Regions from separate parts of the Gasterosteus aculeatus genome. Here region 2 is linked to region 1. Evidence: chromatin contacts called from public Hi-C data. All regions are on one chromosome and are shown on one strand. Each heading gives the region's core, a stretch centred on a gene start, on an enhancer-like site or on the middle of the called end of the contact. The rest is flanking DNA. Distances are from core to core; before and after follow the strand shown.

Region 1 (3,297 bases), core at 78-2,577:
ATGTTTTTTTTTTTTGTTTTTTTATCCGATAAGGGGGGCAGCTTTAAGGGAAGCGGTTGTCTGCAGAGGAGGTAATTATGTTCCTCACAATGCTATCCAACGTGCCGCTCGCCCCTACCCCCCCCAACCCCCGCTGTGACCGCGTAGAGGGTGACCCCTGCCGTAGCGGCGGTCATTTTCCCGAGCCAGTGCGTTCTTCAATAGATCATCCGGCCCCGCTTCTGCTGCTGGCGCCGCTGCACCACGTGGGGACAGGCTGGTATCAGCTTGTACCAGGCGAGGACAGGGGAAGGACTGGATCTGTCAGAGTGCATCGACACTCAGGCGGACGCGTGCGCCGGCGCTGCGCTTCCACCCCGGCCCCTGCCACACTCCCACTCATTAATGGGCCCGGCCCTGACAACTGATCCTAATTGCCTTTGAACAGCTCTTCATGTATTATTGGTGCCTGACTGCCTTGGTCCATGTCAACAAGCCATGTGAAGCAAGGACAGGACACCCACAGCCATCGTCCATCTTTTTCCTCTTTTACATAGTGGATGATGTGGAAATACACCTATACCCCATGTGCGTGTAAATCTATGCTGTGTAAGTAATGTGTGTCCCAAATAACCACCCTCAATCAGCTAGGAAGCCTTAAGAGAACAGGTCACTGGTGTCTCTGTTGAAGGGTCAGCCCCCCCCCACCGAAGTCCGTCACCTTTTGTAGATCTTCTCTTTCTTAAATTTCTTTTCTACTTGCGGTGCAAACAAGTAATAATACATTAGTTTTGTGGCTACAGTATATTTACAGAATATACTAGACCACTTAATGGAATCTAGATGAATTGAATCAGTAATGATGTATGAATAGCATTTCATTTGATAAACGGATTACCCTTTTCTCTTCTAATTTGAAACAACCTCATGCAACATGACTCTCTTGTTTTCTTCTCCCTTTGTCACTGCCGAGGAGCATCGGAGGGGCAAACGGTTCAGATATCAAGAAGGGATCTGAACAGCGTCGTATAAAGACCCCGCCACAGCAGATACATGCCAAGACATCTGCGCTGTTACAACTGCAATCACAAACACTCAGTCAAAACACATCGTCGTTTGTAGTCCCGTGATTGATTTATTATATCCAACTTTTTATTTCCGCATTACCCCCCCCTTGCTTTCGAAAAAGTAGAGGTGCAGTGGCTCGGCTTTTTATTTGTGGGATGAAATAACTGAATACCAAATGCGTAGATAAAAAGCATAGCGCCACGTCCTGTCCACTCCCATCACTGTCTGCGAGAGGAGAGACGTATGACCATCCCATTACTATGGTAACTAGCCACTATATTCAGAGCTGCCCGGGTGTGTTTCTTCCCCCTGCGGTGACGAGAGGGCATAGCTGACAGGGCCTGCACGCGCACACATAACCACACACACACACACACACACACACACACACACACACAACAGCACGCAGATAGGGAGGGACTGGAAGATGCTCCTTGTGAAATATACTCATGTGGCAAATACAGATAGAACAATGCAGCAGCCGTTCGCCACACACATACTATTGTGGTGACATACAGAAACTAATAGGGAGCAGCGTTAGGAAGAAATGCAACCCTCTAACTTTTCAATGTTTAACTTAAAGCCAATATCTTTTATCTCTACAAGTAACACAGAAACGTTACAGTAATAGCTGTCAGTATGCACAGTTTAACAAATAATAATACAAATTTTGTATTTTTAAAGTACGGTTATGAAACATTCAGAGCAGAATGAAACGAGTAGAATTATATTCATTCATCATGATAGATGATTTATAACGATAAACCATGACAACGCGATGTCCGTAACACTGATCGTCACCAACCGAGGCGTCGTGCTTGTTGCTGCAGGAGGTTCGCCCGCTGACTGCTGTGCTGCGCCGCGCTGTCACTTGTGTATTTTAGAAAACTGCCGTTATACTGTAGATTGTTCCCATAATAGTTGTCTCCTGTTTTTCCATGACTATCAGTTGGGCCCATTAAACGGGGCCGTCAGCGCCCTGGTTAGATATGATTATTACATCTGCTTGCAGTAGCGTACGAGCATCGCCATTTTGTCTTCATTATTAGCTGACTTTTTTTTCGGTACTATAGATGAGTCAAACAAGAGTTTACATTCTATTTGCTTTCAGCCACTTGCTTCATCCAAAATTTCACATGGAGTAATTCTTAGTTCTGAGTTGTAACTTTTAACCTTTGGTCATTCATTTTTCAAATGCCATTGTCATCAAAACACGCTTTAGCGAGGTAAAAACGACTGCAGATGAATAATATACAGCCCCTTTTTTTTCTGCAGACATATCAGCATGTTCACTTTTAATATATATTTATTATTGATATCAAGCATTTATTATGTAAGGAGATGTCAGTCCCCGTAAGTCTGCTAGTGTCATGTAGTTGAGATGCTCAGGGTATTTTATTAAATACAATATAGAGCACACAATATTTTCCACACGTCAAAATGTATTAAGTTGAATTTGATGCTCCGACACAAATAATAAGATTTGCTCTATTTTTCACCAGGGATTCAGTTCATTTTCAGGGCAGTTTGCTTTTTTGAGTTATTCTCTCTAGTGCACTTTTACAGTGAAATGAAAATTGTAATAATTCCAGTACGGATAAGTAAGGATCTGTTTTTAATACATTTTTCAGGTATGTTTGATTCTCAGTATTTGACGATAGTCAAAAAATATATTAAAATAAAAAATAAATTATAAACTATATTTGATTATAACCACATGAAATTTGTAAATTATCTTTTTATAATTTTCCCCAAAATGTTCCTCCATCCATTTTAGTAGATCTCAAGAGATGGAATTTGTAGCTAATTTACACAAACATTTGGACTTTGACAAAAACGGAAAAACAGTGGGGGAAAGTAAGGACTAAGGACTTTGAGGCCGTCTAGCCAGCCTGCCCAAGGACCGAGTGGACTCTGTATGAACAGCATTGTTGGCGCCCCAGCTGCCTTTTTAATGCAGCCATACTGCCATCTGTTGACACAAGAAGGGACTACAGCGCTTTGCTCTACATTTTACCTCCTTGTTTAGTCCGGCTGTCTTGTTTATTTTTCCAGGCGGTTGTCCATCGTTTACACATGAATATGGAACTAAATGTTGTGACCATAACCGCGTACATAGTAGCAACAGGACAGAGAAGAGGACGTGTGTGTTTAACTGGATGTTATATAGTGGATGCAGGGGACTTCTCACCGTGGAACCAGCAGCTTCACGTCATTGGGTGGCAGGCTTATTTGCTTTTGACATTCAAA
Region 2 (3,041 bases), core at 470-2,969, 260 kb before region 1:
AAAATATCCCAAAGGACACTGTGTTTTGTAGTCTGTACACAAGTGGCACAGAAAAACGCCCGTAGACTGTGTAAACCAATGTTTAATGCAAACACAAAAGTTTGACAAAAAAAGCAACACATTTGCATTCCGTGGATCTAAAATGTGCTCTGCTTTTGTGCAGGCCTCATTTCTATCCCAACGCTTTGATGTAGCTCATACATATTGAAGACTCGCCGAAGAAACCAACCATGTTAACTAAAGCATGAGCTCAATTTGTGCATCCCCTTTAAAAAAAAAAAAAAGTGGTGCATTAGTTTGTCCCATTTATATTTCTGGGGTTAATTAGCAAGTGAGAGATTGGACAATTAGCTCATCCATGCTAATTGATTATAATATTACAACTGGATGATGATAGGATGAACGTAGACTCCTCGTTCCGTATTCCTCTAAGGGATTCGATAATATATACAATGCTTCTGTGTAATGAGGGTTTTAAAAGACCAAATCAGCTAGGGAAATTGTTAATTCAATTCCACTCAGATGAGTTTTTTCAGAGCACAAATGACTTGTATTGAATTGCCGGGACGTGACGGAGTGGCAGGGTCCTTTTTACATTTTGACTTATGTCAACGCAGATGATGTCACAGGCACAACAGGATGTGAACCCTCAAAGACCTGATCCTATCCAGGTCATTTACTCTTCCTCTTCTAATTGAAAAGTCCGTTCCGGTTGGTATCAGCGGCTCTCAGAGACGCACGCCGCTTCCAGAGCCAGAAGAAAACGACCGTGCGTGTGTTTTCCTTTGTGGCAAACGCGGCGCCTTTAAACACGAGTCCTCTCCAGCACCAAACTGTCAGTGTCCATATAAAATTACACTTACCCCCCTTCTAACTTTACGGTCATATCGGACCACTTCACTCCTCGGTTGTCAGATGCGTGGTATGTGAAGCATGGACCTCCGACCACCTATCGCTGGTGGCCCCTCTGTCATGAGGCGCAGCTGCAGGAATGATTGCTGATGTGGTTCACCTGGAAAGTTACGCAGGAAGTGCTCAAACTCCCACTTAAAGTATGACAAATCAAAGGAAATGTTAAAAAAAAAAAAAAAGGTACAGGCGGTCAAAGCACTATTTTCAAAGGGACAACTTTAAAAGACAAATAATATTTGTTGCTCTGCTGTGATCCTTTGAACTTATTTTGCCTTTGAGGTCAGATGTTAATTATGTATGTCCCCCCCCCCCCTTGTTGCTCGTGTTCTATTTGAGAATTATTGCTCTTTGTAGAGTTCATTCTCAAGCTTTTCATCGAGCAGCCTTTTGTGAAATATGTCTCAAAACGTTCAGCCAAAGGTTGCAGCAAATAAAAAACAAGATTCATGTGTTAAATGCTGAAATATTGCACTTCCTTTCTGTGCTTAATAATTAATAGCCCATCACATCACCCAATGAATATTTACATTCCAAGTGTCCCTGGGAGCCTCCCACATGCCAGAGGGAGGGAAGTCTGTGTGTTTATAGCATTAAACACTCAAATATTGTCACAGACCCTATTTTGCCTCCAACCATGAAAAACAGTCACTAAAGCATTATGAGCATTTTATTTGTTGTTGCACAATGTAACCTATTCAACTTCCGTTTAGACGTGGCAAGTCAAATTACAGGTGCTCTCTGTACTCCGCTGAAATCCCAGGACGCCGCTTGTCTACTTCGAACGGGAAGGGAGCAGGAATGAGGTTTCTCAGGAGTTGCTGCTGCCAGAGCGATGACATCGCTCGTTGGGATCACCTTCCACTTACTGTGTCAAAGTGTCAAAGGTCTTGTTGTCAACCCCGCCCCCGAATCACGGCCTCGGCAGGAGGAATTACGTAGTGTATTAGATTAAGTCGCGGGAGCCACCAGAGCAAACGGGGGCCGTGCGCTTATTTCAAAAGTTTATTTCAGCCCACGCGACTCTCAGTCTGCAGGAAAAATCAAGGCCCGACCCTGCAAACGATGGATGATTGCCGCGCTTATCCCGGCTGATTAGGCCGAGGACTTCAGACGCGGTGCCGCACACTGAGGCCCTGTTAGATTCTTTCTCCCTTTTGCATGTGATCCAAAGAACACAGAGTGAATGCAGCCATAGAAGTTTAGAAACACTGCCCTTCTTTTGACGGCTTCGGAGCACCATCACATTTCCATCCTCTGAGAGAGAGAGAGAGAGAGACTAGCAGCCTGCACACTAGCACGGTCTGGAGAATACAGCTAAATCCCTCCTGTTAAACTTGCACCGCGGCCACTATAAAGCAAACCACGAGCTAATAACGATAAGCAGGATATGTAATACAAATAAATCCGCTGTTACTAGTGATCCCGGGCATGTTGCTTCCATTGGTGATGTTTATCTAGCAGGGGAAGGCTCAGTGTTGTTGTTGTTGTTGCCTCTGTGCAGCTCTCAGATCTCCTCTCTGTCTCCTGCGTGGATAAGTAGTGGCTGCAAAGGCAACTGCCGCTCTTTGATATTTCACTCCTCATTTGAATCAGTGGTCGCTTTATTTGACAATGCCAGGTAATTACCTGGGTACCTTGCTTGATCATGTGAACTCCTGCAGAACCAGAGTGGAGGGGGGGGGGGGGGGGGGGCAGGGAGGGAGAGCTGGGCTCTGGGTATCGGGAGAGGAAAATGAAAGGAAAACAAGAAGAACCAGGGGGACAAAAACACAAACTGACAAACCATCTGCATTTGTTTACCCGCATTGTTTCGTGTAAGCCTTTCAAACAAGCAGAGTCGTGAGTAAGACTATGTTGTGTTAAGCAAGTCGTGGGTGTTTTTTTAAACGTTCAGCAGTCGGGGGGTGGGAGGGATTCTGCTGGGACCGTCCCATGCTGTGAATGGAGGTCAGACATGAAGGGGTTACTCCATAAATGCGAGTGGAGAACAGCTCAAGTTTATTACAACTAAAATAAATGGTTTTCGTCTCTCGTGTTCAGTCATTTGATTAGTTCATAGTCTCTGCAGTGTGTGTGTGTGTGTGTGTGTGTTAAAGAGAGAGAAAAAGAGAGAGAGAAAAAGAGGGAAG

What was found. Hi-C and Micro-C count contacts between places; a contact is called where the count stands out from the background.
Region 2: a contact with region 1 is called in a Hi-C map of whole body, with 7 times the contacts expected there. The contact joins two enhancer-like sites. A contact is called at or near these places in 2 of 6 Hi-C or Micro-C datasets (skeletal muscle and whole body).

What each region holds. Positions count from the first base shown.
Region 1 is chr15:10,383,496-10,386,792 of fGasAcu3.hap1.1, reverse strand. All of the region lies in intron 12 of dph6 (diphthamine biosynthesis 6), which reads left to right. Among protein-coding and RNA genes, the nearest start is that of LOC120832506, 20 kb to the right of the region's middle. Within about 2 kb of position 1,327, at least 1 of the 9 cell types and tissues checked has open chromatin away from gene starts, as enhancers often do.
Region 2 is chr15:10,642,004-10,645,044 of fGasAcu3.hap1.1, reverse strand. No RefSeq gene overlaps it. Among protein-coding and RNA genes, the nearest start is that of meis2a, 6.8 kb to the right of the region's middle. Within about 2 kb of position 1,719, at least 1 of the 9 cell types and tissues checked has open chromatin away from gene starts, as enhancers often do.